Linked DNA regions of Mus musculus: all the other regions are linked to region 1. The links are chromatin contacts, called in public Hi-C, HiChIP or PLAC-seq and promoter capture Hi-C maps. All regions are on one chromosome and are shown on one strand. The core of a region is the stretch at or near the end of the contact, and the rest is flanking DNA. Distances in the headings are between cores, read along the strand shown.

Region 1 (3,571 bases), core at 473-2,972:
TTTCATAACTCTTTTAATCAGGCACAGCCTTTGGCCCCTCTGAGGATGAATGTGCTTGGTTGGACCAAGGTTCCAGAGCCGGGGCCAGATGTCACTGAGATCATGCAGATGATCCCTGACTGAGAGATGCAAGTTGCATAACAAGAATCCTTGAACATACTAGGGTGAGATGGCTTCTGACAGCATTACCTAAGCTCACACTCACAGACCACGGATACTGAGACAGAGCCTCAATGTCAACGAATTTGGACCTTAAGTGACTTTATGCTTGTAGCTCTAAATCCTATGCTGACAAGTATGTGAGACAGGTCTTGGGAAATCTGGGCATATTGGCTAGGCAACTCATTTTCTCTGGACTTCAGATCTTAATCAGCAAAATAATAATAAAGACTCCCGGTGATCTTAAGTATACAATTCATGTATAAAATTATGGCTTTTTCCAGATTGATGAATAATAGTAGGCTTTGGGCTTTTCCCCAATATTTTATTCTGTGAAAAAGGATTTACTAGATCCATTTGCCATTTGGAATTCTCATTTTCAGCTTTCTGCATTCACTTTTTTTGTGTTTCCCAATTTGTGTAAAAGTAGATGGACAGATGGTTTATTAGGCTTTTTAAATGCTCGGGATACTGTTGTTCAAGTCAACAGAGGTTTTAAGCTTTGGAGGTCCACATAGAGTGTGGGCTTTGTTTAGAACAGAAGATCGTTTTCACTGTTCAATTTAAGGATAACAATGTTTTCTCACATAACTTTAAGCAACTTGTGGTTGTAACTCCAAAGGCCTAATCAGGCTCTGTTATTTTGGTATGCTTAATGCATTTCTGCACTACAGTCTGTTCCAAGTTGTAGCTTTAAAAATGAAGTTACCAGATAAAAGCATAGACCTACCGTTGCATGTTCTGTCTTTGCATGAATCATTTAATCCACAACGTGATCCCAAATACGAAATCACTAATTCAGACTCACAGAAATGTAAGGGAGATAAATTCCTATTTTTAATAGAAACCATTTAGACTTTCTTGGATTCTTTCTGACTTTTAATTGCTCTGTAGCTGCTCTTGTGGGGACCGCAGATATGTTATTATTAATACTCTAAGATGCATCTGTAATACGTATAGTCTCGACAGCCAAAAGGCTGCATATAAGTTAAGTACAGGAAACGCCAGCATCGGCTAGGAGAGGTCCCGCAAGAATTCCGAGGGGGGGGGGGGGGAAAGCGGGGCGTGCTGACCAATACCTGCAGGAGGGTGTGCACTCGCCTTGCGGGGTCCCCGAGGCTTAGGCGCGCCCGGAAGGACAGGGAAGGGGACTACAGGTGCCGGCTAGCCACCTGCCTGAGAACGTGCGAGCCGGTGAGTCAGCCCCCAGACCTCTCAGGGGAAGAGAAGGCCGCAGCGCGAGCGAGCGGAGGCAGCGACCAGAGGAGTGAGAGAGAGTACGGAAAAGCCGAAGGGGCGGCGGGGGCGCTGGCCTGACTGGAAAGCGTACGCGGGGCCCGTGGGCGGAGAGCAGGTGTGAGGAGCCGCGCCACCGTGGAGAGTTCGCCCAGCACCGCGCGTCCTCTGAGTCACCGACTAGGCGTGGAGGCCGCCGTCCGGGGGCGGAGCCTCAGGCTTGTGGGCGGGGAGGGGCGGGGCGAGGGCGGGGCCGGCGCCTGACGCGCCCCAAGGCCGCGGCAGCCGCAGCGGGGAGGGGCTGCGGCCTCGGTGGCGGCCGCGGGGGAGGGGCTCGGCGTCAGCGCGTCGCCAGCTGGGCTGTCGGTGGCCTGGAGGGAGCCGTGGAGGAGGAGGAGGAGAGGAGGAGGAGGAGGAGGAGGTGAGTCGCCTTGGCTGGGAGCTGCGCTGGCCGCGGGAGGCGGGGAGCGCGGCCCCTCCCTCCCGGCGCCCGCCTCGCGGGGCCGCGCCGCGCGGAGTTCCCAGTGGGGCGGCGGCCGCGAGGAGCGGAGGGGGAGGAGGGCGGAGCCGGGGCCGCGCTTCCCGGGCGCACGCGCGGCCTCCTGCTCTGCCCGGCCGCGCTGTGGCCCCGGGCGATGCTTTTCCCTAGCGCGGAGCTTGGGAAGGGCAGAGTCCAGGCGGACACTGGGACATCGTGCCATGGCTCCCGCGCAGCAAGGCCTGGCCTGCGCTTTCCTACTCGGGATCCACCTCAGGCGGCGAGACCCAACACCTCGCGGCCCCTCATTAGAGGATTCGGCATAGGCCTGATGTTTCCGCAGGATCCCGCCTGACGGGGCTTTCTAAAGCGAGGAAGGGCTCTTGGAGTTAATAAGTCTTTACAACTAACCGAACGACAGCAAAGTTGCATTAATAAATCAGTTTAACCCTCGATCTCGCGATAGGCAGCGTCTGCACCCCAATTCCCACTTCGCGGGGCTCGTGCAACTTTTACAGTCGTAGAACTACCCCTCATTGGATAAGCTTTGAAATAATTCTTAAAGTTAGTGCCTTGAGGCCCTGGGAAGTTCAAAGGAAAGGGCTTACATTTTCCCTCCCATCTGTATCACAGTTAAGGAAATGGAAAACGTGAATTGAAGGCGATCGTTCTCCACGCTGAGGATCATCGTCCCCTCTGTGCCCAGCTTGCGTGACTTAGCACCCCTGAAGTTGACTTTAAAGCTTACTGTAGTGGTTAGGTAAAGGAACTGCTGTGGGGGAAAAGGCAGTATAACTCAACAGAGCCATTTTATTGTGTCTTATTAACCCGTTTACCTTAAGCTTTATCAGTGACAAGAGTTTCATGTTGGAACCCACATACCCAGTGAGATACTGAATTTTCATTAGTACATTCCAGGTTTTGATGTGAAATAGATTCTCAGCTTCAACTGAGAAGAATTATACACTGTTGTCCTTAGGGTCTTGTTCTGTATTTAATGAAACAGTTTAATATTGAGGATTGGGGAAACACATTTTGAATCAGGATACTCCGACAAACTTAAACCATACCTACGAATACACTTTATAGCAACACAGTGTCTTTACTTCTGTTCTGAAATCATGCTGACAGTTTTACCTTATAAATCCTAGACTAATAGGACTCTCTGTTGGTGAGGGACCTCAGCAGTGTTATTCAGCTTCACTATTTTACATTTTCCAGAGATTTAGAAGGAACTAACAGAACTACTTGCCTTTATTAAGGATTTACTAGATGGACCCTTCTGATAGACACTCTTGTACCAAACTTGATCCTGATTTGACCAACTCCCCAGCCCACTGAGAAAGTAAAATGCTTTCCTGACCTCTGCTTCTTTCTCTCTTGATTATGGTATCTTAAAACCTGCCAAGTAATCACTGACTTTCTTTTTTAGCCTCCCTTTCAGATCATGGAAGAATAATTTCTAATTTTGACGAATCAGATACAAGTGATACAATTACTTGCAGTTGGCCAACTATTCTTACATCTATCTCTTAAGTTGAAGCATTTCTTTCTATTTTAGTTTAAAAATTTGAATTTAGTCATTTTCAGGTTTTATTTTTAGGAAACAGGTTCTTATATAGCTTAGGGTCAGAAATTTATTATATAGTTGAGGCTGGTTTTGAACTCCTTATCCTCATGCTCCCACTTTCTACCATG
Region 2 (3,571 bases), core at 632-3,131, 650 kb before region 1:
AGCCTGAACCAGACGCTATGGAGGAACACTGTTTACTGATCTTCTCCTGATACCGTGCTCAGCCCACCTTCTTACACACCTCAGGACCATCTGCTTAGGCATGGAACAACACATAAAGAAGTACCCTCCCACATCAAACACTAATCAATAAAATGACCCACAGGCTTGCCTACAGGGTGACTTACTGGGACCATTCCTTCAGTTGACATTCCTCTTTCTCAAATGACTCCAGCAAATGTCAAGTTACCAAAAAACTACCTAGGACACTTTAACCCATGTCAACTTGACACTCAAACATACTACTAACATTACATTTCCTTTTCTATTTATCTCCAAACCTCTCATATTAGTATCAGTATCACAATGTAAGGAACATTCCAACTGCTAATAGTTCCCCAGTCTTTAAAAATTCAATCACTTTATCTAAAACCCCTTCATTATAACAAGGTCCTCCCCGCTTCCACACTGAATTGCTTACTAGTTTGAAGAACTTATTGGAAGTGGGCATTTTATATGACATGTATGGCTTTAAAATATTAAAAATGAACAAAAAAGGACAAAAATATGAAAAGGTTTATGTGGGTCTGTAAGGTATGTCTGTGAAAAGACATTGTAGTAGTTTTGACACTATGGCTATCACCTTTAAAACCATTTACCCAATAAAATGTTAAAACTGAAAAAAGGAAAGTGGAATATTTTTATAAATATCCAAACTTCCTTTCAGAGTTCAAAGCCTCTCCACAATAAGCTCAGGTAAAAATCAAAGATAAGTTACATACTTTTTCATTTCAAGAGGAAAGCACCAGGGCAGAGTTACATTCAAAACAGAGCAAAGCTAAAGACCAACAGTGGATACCTCAGTGACAGACTTCTTGGTCTCAGATCTGCTGATCCAGCACTCTGGCTCTGCCATGGACAGCACACACAGCTTCTCTCATAGGCTCAGGCCAACCACCCTTCACACCTGCTGCAGGTTTGAACATTGTCCCATGCTACTGCCATCTCCAAATTGCAGGGGTCTCTGTTGTACCTGGACTGTACCTTCACACATAGCCTCTACTGGGCTCAGTTCACTGGCTCTAACACTTCTCAGCTTCTCTTGATGACCCCTTCAAGGCTTCTACTCTGGTATTGCACCTTCATTAGCAGCAGATACCTGAAGCTAGAAACTGAAACAGAAGCCTTAGAAGAACATGGCTTACACTTACTCCCCAAGGCTTGCTCAGCCTGCTTTCTTATATTCCCAGGACCACCTGTCCAGGTGAGGTAGCACTGCCCATAAGCGGATGGGCCCTTCTACAATAATCACCATCCAAACAAATGTCCTACAGACCAATCTGCTGTGGGCATTTTCTCAACTGAGTTTTGCTCTTCCCAAATGACTCTGATTCGTGTCCAGTTGAACAAAACTCACCAGGACATCCTATTTTAAACTACAGTGTCTACACTGTATTTTGTGTTGTTTAAACTTAAAAACAATTCCAAAGTAGAGATATGGCATTTTAAAGTTCTCAACTTACTTTGCTAAAATGTCACTGAGAAGGATTGTGTTGATTCATTTTGCCACCAGGGTAAGTTGTGTTGTCTATTTCTGAATAAGGCAGTGGTATGTCTATATTGCTACACTAGACTCCCATCACCAAAGAAGTCATGGTACTTCCTAGGGAGCAACAAAAGAGTGAGTGTTACCTTCATTCTGCTCTGGCCTTCTCAGTCATGGTTCTTGAGTATGCATAAAAGCTTCAAACTAGGCACTCTGCCCATACCTCAGACATATATATTTGAACACACACAGGCCCCATAGTCATACATGTAAGATGAACTTTCTGATGACAGCCCGCAGACTCCCACTGACATGGACAATCAGAGAAGGGAGTACTTCCCTGAGACTCTTTGGTCATCAGCCAGCTGTCGAGAGTCCGTGGAGAGCTAACATGAGTGTTCAAGCAACCCTGCCTTGCTGAAAACTGTTTCTGAGGTGATAGAAGTATTCTATGGGTAGGCGGAAGAAGCCTTGCCTTTATCTCCTGGAGAAAGAAAACTTTTGCCAGGAAGTGAGGGATTTTTTCAAACCCCTACAACAACTGGAAGAGAAATGTGGTCATTTTGCCAGCGAGCACAAGGAACTCGGCCTGCTGTCAAAAGGCTCTCTGTCCAACCCGGGGCTGGATTCATGGTAACGAAAAATTCCCTCTTCAGCCACCTAAGTGCCTGTTGAATTAGGCACACAGCCAAGGTGAGATACAAACAGTCACTCGGGTGAAATGTCCGTTTTCATTTAGATCTCTGTGGCCCTTTCTCATGTCATGGGGAAAATATGCTTCCTTTGCTTGGATGTTTTTAGGACTCCTTGGTTGGAGGAGGAAGTCAGATCTGCTGCTCCAAAGGCATCCACTGGAGGCAAAGCCGCAGCTTTGCACAGTCAGAACCAGGCTGTCCTTGTCCTTAAGAAAAAAAAAAAAAGAAAGAAAAAGCTAAATTATTCCTCTCCCACTCCTACTCATGGTTTTGATGTTGAAAGAAACCTGTTGTGGTTTAAGTGACTCGGTCAGTTCTTCTGGGATTTTCCAAAGTTTCCTATAAAAAGAAATCTGTGGGAAATGAATGATTGCATAATCACTAACATATGTCAATTTCACTAAATCTGTTATCTTTTTGGTGTGTTTTGAATTGCACTGTCCTATCTTGAATTGCTATCACCTTAACAGTTCTGTCTTTTAAGTATTGATACATACATTGACAAAAAAAAAATCAAGCCAAGAAGTTGCTTTTTGTTCTTTTCATTTTATTTTTTGGTTTGTTTTGGTTTTGTTTGCATAGCAAATTAGAAAGACAGGATGGGGAAAGAGGCAATTACCCAGCCCAAGAAGTGCAATGCTGAAAACTCCAGCTTCCAGTTACCTGTGTACCTTTAATGATATTATCGCCAGGCTGACTTTGAAGGGGTAACTCTAGTTAATTACCTAAATTATTTGAATTATCTATTCATAGGTACCACAAAATGTATTCACTTTTACCTAAACTAATAATGCAACTGGACCCAGAAAATTAATAACTAAATAAACTAAATAAACACTGGAGGTAAAGTTTAGGGACAGGTTCCCGGTGTACGATCTTTCCTTCTTTAAATGACTTGTAAGAATTCTAAAGCCTAATGGTAAGAAGTAGAGAAAGAGCCTCAGGGTTAGAATGTGCTAGCTGCTCCTACAGCTTAACAATAATAATAATATTAGTATTAATAAAATAATCATTAATTCTTCCGACTTCCTTGACTGTTTCCACAGTCAGAGCAAAGGGAAGAGTCTAGTAGGTTCCACTGTTTGGGAAGACGAGCCTCGGTGAACACCCAGTAAACCAAGGCTCCACACCTCATCCAGATGGACTAAGGTTCATTTGTCCTCAACTCTGGCTGTATATTTAAATTGCCCGGAGCACTATAAAAGGACACATAAATCAGGCAGCAGGCATGAAGACAGGCATGGGTGCCTTATAAACGGTCCTTGAAACTCCAGCTTGAATAGGGAGTAATTTGTATGTTCCCCATTGCTTCTAGGACTTCCCTGCTTACACT
Region 3 (3,571 bases), core at 436-2,935, 590 kb before region 1:
TATATACATGAACACATGCACTAAAAACACATAGATATTGCAGGGTGAAAGAGTTTTGACCTCCAAGAAAGCAGATTTTCATTAAAGTCTTAATCTAGGACATAATACCAAGCATTAATTGTAACAGTGGCTACTTTTAGTTTAATAAGAAAAGAAAAAAATTGCTTAAAAATGAATTGTATATTGAAATTAGCAAAAAAATCCCATTCTATATATATTTATTATAGTGTCTGAAATTAAACTTTCTAATTTTATAGTTACACACACTGGAATGGTATGTGCAATGTACACTTATTTTCCTTTGTATCTGTAAATCATGTTTTTGCTTTGACATCTATCAATTTCCTGTCAAAGCTAAGAGCTTATTTCCTGTGGGAACAGATCCTTATGGGTCTAACATCAGATACCTAGATGGGTAAGTTGTATGTTTGATGCATGGTGACATTAATGTAATATTATGATGGATATCTATTAGCAGGTACATCACCCGAACACACACTCTCTGAACATCTTTGACAGAGGCTGCCCTTTCCCTGTCTGTCAATCCACACTAGAATCATAAGAATGAGCAAATGTGACAGAAAAGGGCTATACCAATTATAGATGAAAGGATAGCATCTACTCCCACCATTTGATGTGATTTATTTGTTGGTCCTTCTGCATTTGGAGGCAGCACACTGCAGCTGTTTATGAAGTGACAAATGGTACCCAATGACAGTGAATGACTTCTCTAATCAATTTAACATGTCTAAATAGTGATCATGAATTGTGGGATTTGTTGAGTGTCTGTGAGTACAGAAATTACTGAATAGTTTTCATTAAAACATATATTTCAAATATACACCTGGAATAGTAACATCAAAGATAACAGAAATAAGAATTTTTAATATAAGGATTAAGTTTTCAGGTGTGTTTTAAGTCCAGTATTTTAAACTTTTCCTTTTTTTTTTTTAAAAAAAAAGAGGTGTTAGTTTTTTAATAAGAGAAGTTTATGGGTTTTTTTTTCTTTTTTAGCTTTATTTGATAGAGGAAGGTCATAATTATCTTGGGTGGGAATATAGTGAAATTGTATAAAGTTTTGGTGGTTTATTTTTCCAAATATCAACTTAAGTTTAAGTTATTATCTAACCCCTTTTAATAAAACTCTTTTGTTATAAATGAATTTATCAATGAATCCACTGTGTACCTTTTATATTTTCTTGAAAACTATGTACTACGAGAGGGGTGGATTGCACTATCAGAGTTATTTCCCTGAACACTATGCATAATTGTTTGAACTTACACATAATTCAGACAAGTTTTTTTTCCCTCTTATAGATAACTAGTATAACAGAGGAAGTCACAAGCTGGGATAACTTTACACAAGAGTATTCACGTATTAATTTCAATTTGTTAGGAGTAGGTAGTCTTTTACATACTCAATACAAAGCACTACTGCTATAAGCCAAGAATGATTTTCCCCTATCTCTGTATTATTCAAATTTATTAAACAATATTTCATGTTTGTTTGACACAATGTCAAACTTGGGCTCCTAAAGAACTGCGGCAGCTTTGGGGCTGTTATGTTTTCTTGGACTTTAATCATTTTTGGCAAGGCTCCACTTCCTGTCAGAAAGTGAAACAGCTTTGGAATGTCATTTTCCCGAAAGAAAACAGAGAGAATCTGAGAGGAAGTTCTCCTCCACTCCAGATCCCCTAAGATACTCAAACACACTCACAGGAGGGCTGGAATACATCAAACATTAGCAGAGGGAAAAGGACACAATTTTCCCACATTAAAATACATGGATAAAGTTGAACTTCTGCTAAAAATAGTTCCCATGACTAATCCTATTAAGTTTAAAAAATTGGGCAGTATCCTCCTTGAAGTGGAATGACTCTCTACCATCACACTCTGCTGAGCCCACCACTCACCCTGAAGCTAGCAGCCCTTCAATATTAGGCCCTCATCTTTCTGTTTACAATGACATCAGACTTAAAGAGGACAGAGTAAGAATGAGAGAGAGAGAGAGAGAGAGAGAGAGAGAGAGAGAGAGAGAGAGAGAGACTTTATTCAACTCTAAGCTATCAAAGGACACCAAATATAAGATATGAGGATCAAAATTATCTCAGTATGCCAAAAATTCTAAAGTGCAATATACATCCTGTACAAATCTACAACATTTTCCCACCCAGTCTTAGACTCCCTGTGTGTCCCCAGGGAGCGATAACACTGCAGAAAGCAAACAAAGATTACTCCTAGCTGTGCCACTTCAAGATGAGAAATGTTGGATGTGACTTGAAGTAGAAAGATATAAACATCTCTCCTCTTTTGGAATTGCAAGCCCCTGGTTTTTGCATGTGAAAGTAGCAAACGAAGAGAGAAAAGGAAGGACTGAAGAAAAAATCACTAAAAAAGGCTGAGCAAGTTGAAAGGTTCTAACCCAAGTTGAGTGCTGTTGTATTCTAGTGAGGGGAAGCCAACACATACCCACCACTTCTGAATTAACAATGATAATCGATACTTTTCTAATCTTTCAGAAAGGGCAGTGACAGGAATATAAAGGAGCTGCAGAGAGTGTCATTCCATACTATGATATTGACATATGTTAGCTAAGTGATTAACAATAGAGAGGTTCAGCTATAGTGAAACCTGAACCCAGCTGATGCCATTAACACATACATCTGATGAACTCTACAGACCACATTAAACAGAGAGAGCACAACGACTATAGGAGAATGGCTTTTAATGAAATCATGTCTAAAAACGGAGGCTGATAAATGTCATCAAGGAGTTCTTTGTGGAACCGGGAGACAGTGACAATCATGCAGACAGTAATTTGAAGAGAAGAACAGGTAACACAGTCCCAAGTACACTGAGATGCCTTAGAGCTTATACACTTTTAAAGCAAAGTGGGTCATCTTTAAATACTGTATTATGATACTAAATAAACAAACAAACAAACAAACAAACCAGTTGATTTAGAGTTTTCCACATTGGCACTGAAGTATGCAATCCTATAAATTCACTATCATAAAACAAATAGTTTTTATTCACTAAATAGTACATATTTGAACCAATCCATAATTTACAAAAGTAGGTCATTAAGTGTTGGATGTATTGCATATATGTGATGCACTTCCTATGACTGTAACCTAGAACTCCATCCATAAGGGCCACTGAACAAAGGGTGTGCTCATCTATAAGCTAAGCACGTTTTTCAGTTTGCCTTATTTGGAGGACAAGTTCCAGCTTCACGGTCACCACACAAGTGAGACCAAATGTTATGACGTTTACGGATGGAAAGAAACTCTCCCAAGTTACAGACACAGGGAGACACAGAACTGAGGATGTGGGAGTCACTTCTAAACTGCCTGCATCGATCTCCAGCTCTGCTACTTCATAATTAACACAGGTACCCTCTTAATCTTTGTCATTTGGGGATTTGTCAAGTCAGGCCCTAAAGAAGAATGTGAGGAGTTAAGATAGAACAGGAATGAGTGAAAAATAGAGGAGAATGTATTTAATTCTTTTAAGCATTGATTTTGAAATTCCCACAGTGCTGAACTGTGGTCAGTGTGTTAGTTAGCT
Region 4 (3,571 bases), core at 420-2,919, 520 kb after region 1:
CAAACCAAACCAAACCAAACCAAGCCAAACCAAACCCAAGCAGATGAGTCTTTCTATACCTTAGCCTCCTCTTAGCCCTTAGATATTTCTTCTAATAGTTATTTTCTCAACTAATTTTAATCTAGGTTTAATTTTTGCTTATCACTTCTTCTTCCCTTCACCTCCCATTTGGTGTATTTGCTATACAAATATATACTTTTCCCCATTTCCTTCAGATATATATATTCATTGACAAAAGAAATCACTCTTTTACTTTATCATATTCCATCCAGTATCAATTAGACATAAAAATCTATTACTAAGAGAAATGACTCAACAGTTAAGAGTGTGAACTACTTTTGTAGGGAACCTCAGTTCAGTTCCCACCAAATGTGTCTGGTGTCATGACCCTGCCTGTGTCTCCAGCTCCAGGGGAACTAATATACCTTTCTCCACTCTATGGACACTTGCAATCACATTCTCTCTCTCTCTCTCTCTCTCTCTCTCTCTCTCTCTCTCTCTCTCTCTCTCCTCCCCCTCTCTCTCCCCCTCTCTCTCGCTCTCTCTCTCCCTCTCTCGCTTTCTCTTTCCCTCCCTCCCCTGTCTCACACACGTACACACACCTAAAAATAAATGATTTTTCTACTTACCTTCTCTGAACATAATTGCTCCTGCTTTCCTCTGTTAAGTTGGTGCAACGAATTAGCCTTTATGTAACACAAGGTCCACCTTTTCTCCTCTTTCTTCCTTCATTTGATCCTATAGCACATTTTTAAAAAATGGAATGCCAACTTTGTTTAGAACCAGAGAGAACAGGAAACAAATGAAATGAAGTTTTTTGCAGCTTGCACTCAATTAGGCTTCCTCCAGGGACTTCCTTACAACCTGTAAAAATATTTTCCTTTATTTTCTCTTACTTAGCGTATCCCATCCTTCCCCAGTGTTTCATTGTTGACTTGTGACCCTACAAACCATTGGGGAAAAAAAAGAGCTAATCAGAGGTCTTTCCTAATCTTCCTGTTGCTTGTCCTCTGACCTAGCTGGACATATCTGTCTCATGTTCTTTGCATATTTTTTTTTTCTTTTGTGCTAGGTTCTTTAGGACTTAAATTCTACTGTGGCTCTCTCTGTGTCATTTTCTTTCTCTTCTAGTCTAGGTCTAATTAGCACAAAAATACTGGTGCATCTTTCATAGTAAGACAAACCTCTGTTCACTCCATGCATCTTTCCTGTATTTCATGTCTCTCCTCTTCTTCAAAGGAAATGCCGTAACATGTTCTTGACTCTGCTTCATACTTATTTTTTGTCTTACTGTCCTAGATCCTACCTGGACTGTCTGTTTCTCTTTCCATTGCAAGAGTACTTGTCATGACAAAGACACATGAGATTACCAGAGGGCTTTCCTAACCTTTCTGGTTATTTTCTAGTAATTTTCAATTGTCCCTTATTTTTTCCTCACTGAAAAGTTGGCATGATTACAGTAGTAGTCCTAGACCATATTTTCTTGTTTTGTTGTACACATTGCTTTCAAGATTTTCCCCTTGTCTTTCCTCCCATATTTTCCTCCCAACTCTCCTGCACATTCATAGTCTCATTTTTCATCAATTGTTATTGCATGCAAATACAATATATTTGCATATATATTCCTAAATCTAACCTGTTGGTCTATGTTACCTCTATATGTTCTCAGGGCTGATGGGCACTGGAAGCCAACTGCTATGCTCTTCCCTGGGGAAGACCACCTCTGCTGTTGCCAGTTTTGCTCAGTTGTTCTCTGTTTAGGGTTGAAGCCTTGTGGGTTTGGCATGTTCATTGATCAGTACCACTTTGTGCTCTTCTTTCTCCTGCTCCACAAACTAACTTGGTCGCATGAATTTATGTCATAGCTATGTGCTTCTCTCTCTCTCTCTCTCTCTCTCTCTCTCTCTCTCTCTCTCTCCCTCTCCCTCTCCCTCTCCCTCTCCCTCTCCCTCTCCGTCCCCCTCCCCCCCTCTCTCTCCCTCTCCCTCTCCCTCTCCGTCTCCCTCCCCCCCTCTCTCCCTCCCCCATGAGGCACATGCATACTGCTTACTCAGTGCCCTGTAGGGGATGTGTTAAACATCATATCGTCTCAAAGTTAAAGTGTTTAAAACAGTAGGACATCTTCATTTCCTGCCTCCATAAGCTATCTTCTCTCTCAATCTCCTCCATATCAGTAAATGTCACTACCATCTGGCATCTTAAACCAAGAAGTTGAAGTAGCACCTCGATTTATACCCCATCATTGACCTGGATCAACCATTTCCACCCCCCATTGCTTTCCTTCTTGCTCATGCTGTCATTATCCCTGACTTTCATGGTGTCTTGACCGAGAGTGAGTGAGTTCTTTTTGCTCTTTGTGTTTTCTTTGCATGAAGGGCTCACTCCCAGCAGTTTCACATTGCCCATTTCACAATTGTTGCTAAAATTCCCATTTGAAAGCATACACTCCCTAGAGAGGCCCCCTGACTACCCTTCCTGAAGCAGTTGTCAAATCACTACACTTCTTGCTTTCATGAAGTGATGTCTTCATTTTGTTAGGAAATAACATATGCTGAGACTATCTTGTTTATTTGTTCAATAATTTATCCATCCAAGTGCGTTCTAAGATGTTTGAAGGCGGTGATCTTTTCTGACTTAATCTTGTCTGTATCTTCACTATGCAAAAACACTGCAGTACCCAATTAAGGCTCATAGTAGATATAGGTTGACCAGCTGGCTGAGAGACTGGCTACCTGATTGACACAATAAATGAATTATAATAAGGCCACTGAGGAAGTGATAGGTACAAGGAAAGTCCCCCAATGAGGTCAAGAAACAGAAGTAATTCTAGAATGGTGAATGCATGTTTCCAGAAGTCTGCTGAAAAGTATTACCCTAATTTTTTTCCTGTTTAAATTAGACTTTGTTTAAATTTAATTAGAAAATTGGATTTAAGATGAGCAAACAGCAGGCTCAAATAAAAAGAAAAACAACAAATAAAAAGCAAAATACACGTTTCAGAATCAAACAGAATTTCTATGAACAAAGGCAGAAAATTATTCTAGCATGTACACTAGTTATGTGAGCCACTCATATTGTAAGAAACTGAAACATATATTTTCTGGAATTATCCACGCCATGCTCACCACTGTCCTTACTTCTGAGGTATGAAGGAAAAGAAGACGAGGCAGGGAACAAAGGACACTTGGCTTTCTATCTGCAAAGTTTCACTTTTTATTTAAGAAGTCTAAAATAGATCTGACAGAGTGCCAACACTTTACAGTCCGGTGGATTGATCCATGTACAATATATTTTTAATGATTTCTGTACTTTAAACATTAGAAATCTAAAGTAAAGACTACTATGTGGTCTTAGTAGACTTTAAGGTCTTGATTCACAAAATAGGATGTCTTTATATTGAAATCAGGAGTTAACTAATTCAATTTGGCATCTGTCTTTATGATTCTTGGGTGGGCTTCCTTCTGGCTGGCGTCTGTTTTTTAGGGTCAGACTGCAGTGGTGTGGAATGTGGAAATAGGAAAGAAAACATCTGTGCACGAACTCCAATGTCTTTCCACTTTCTTCTAGGGTT

The links. Promoter capture Hi-C pulls out the DNA fragments that hold promoters and counts their contacts. A called contact is a pair of places that touch in the nucleus more often than the background predicts. HiChIP or PLAC-seq counts read pairs in DNA pulled down with a chosen protein or histone mark.
Region 2: a contact with region 1 is called in an H3K27ac HiChIP or PLAC-seq map of large pre-B cells, with 2.8 times the contacts expected there. The contact joins the enhancer-like site here to the promoter of Gtdc1 in region 1. A contact is called at or near these places in 5 of 39 promoter capture datasets (the 3T3-L1 cell line, 3T3-L1-derived adipocytes, the C10 cell line and 2 more) and 3 of 115 datasets of contacts at active chromatin or transcription factors (fibro-adipogenic progenitors, large pre-B cells and pancreatic cancer cells).
Region 3: a contact with region 1 is called in a promoter capture Hi-C map of liver, with 2.7 times the contacts expected there. The contact joins the enhancer-like site here to the promoter of Gtdc1 in region 1. A contact is called at or near these places in 2 of 39 promoter capture datasets (both in liver), 2 of 484 Hi-C or Micro-C datasets (the N1E-115 cell line and uterus) and 2 of 115 datasets of contacts at active chromatin or transcription factors (bone marrow-derived macrophages and heart atrium).
Region 4: a Hi-C map of the G1E-ER4 cell line shows a contact between it and region 1, with 2.8 times the contacts expected there. The contact joins the enhancer-like site here to the promoter of Gtdc1 in region 1. A contact is called at or near these places in 5 of 39 promoter capture datasets (the 3T3-L1 cell line, 3T3-L1-derived adipocytes, frontonasal cranial neural crest and 1 more), 2 of 484 Hi-C or Micro-C datasets (the G1E-ER4 cell line and the N1E-115 cell line) and 4 of 115 datasets of contacts at active chromatin or transcription factors (bone marrow-derived macrophages, embryonic forebrain, embryonic limb bud and 1 more).

What each region holds. Positions count from the first base shown.
Region 1 is chr2:44,925,387-44,928,957 of GRCm38.p6, reverse strand. It overlaps Gtdc1 (glycosyltransferase-like domain containing 1), which reads left to right and starts at 1,722. Exons shown (of 11, transcript NM_001362987.1): 1 at 1,722-1,816.
Region 2 is chr2:45,580,056-45,583,626 of GRCm38.p6, reverse strand. Gm30848 (a long non-coding RNA gene) reads right to left here. Exons shown (of 3, transcript XR_374345.3): 3 at 1-2,444. Among named protein-coding and RNA genes, the nearest start is that of Gm30848, 9.1 kb to the right of the region's middle. Within about 2 kb of position 1,881, at least 88 of the 459 cell types and tissues checked have an H3K27ac peak or open chromatin away from gene starts, as enhancers often do. A contact at or near this core is called in 3T3-L1-derived adipocytes, fibro-adipogenic progenitors and pancreatic cancer cells, where this site is marked.
Region 3 is chr2:45,513,100-45,516,670 of GRCm38.p6, reverse strand. No RefSeq gene overlaps it. Among named protein-coding and RNA genes, the nearest start is that of Gm30792, 23 kb to the left of the region's middle. Within about 2 kb of position 1,685, at least 41 of the 459 cell types and tissues checked have an H3K27ac peak or open chromatin away from gene starts, as enhancers often do. A contact at or near this core is called in the N1E-115 cell line, heart atrium, liver and 1 more, where this site is marked.
Region 4 is chr2:44,402,144-44,405,714 of GRCm38.p6, reverse strand. No RefSeq gene overlaps it. Among named protein-coding and RNA genes, the nearest start is that of Gm39805, 28 kb to the left of the region's middle. Within about 2 kb of position 1,669, at least 1 of the 459 cell types and tissues checked has an H3K27ac peak or open chromatin away from gene starts, as enhancers often do. A contact at or near this core is called in the G1E-ER4 cell line, where this site is marked.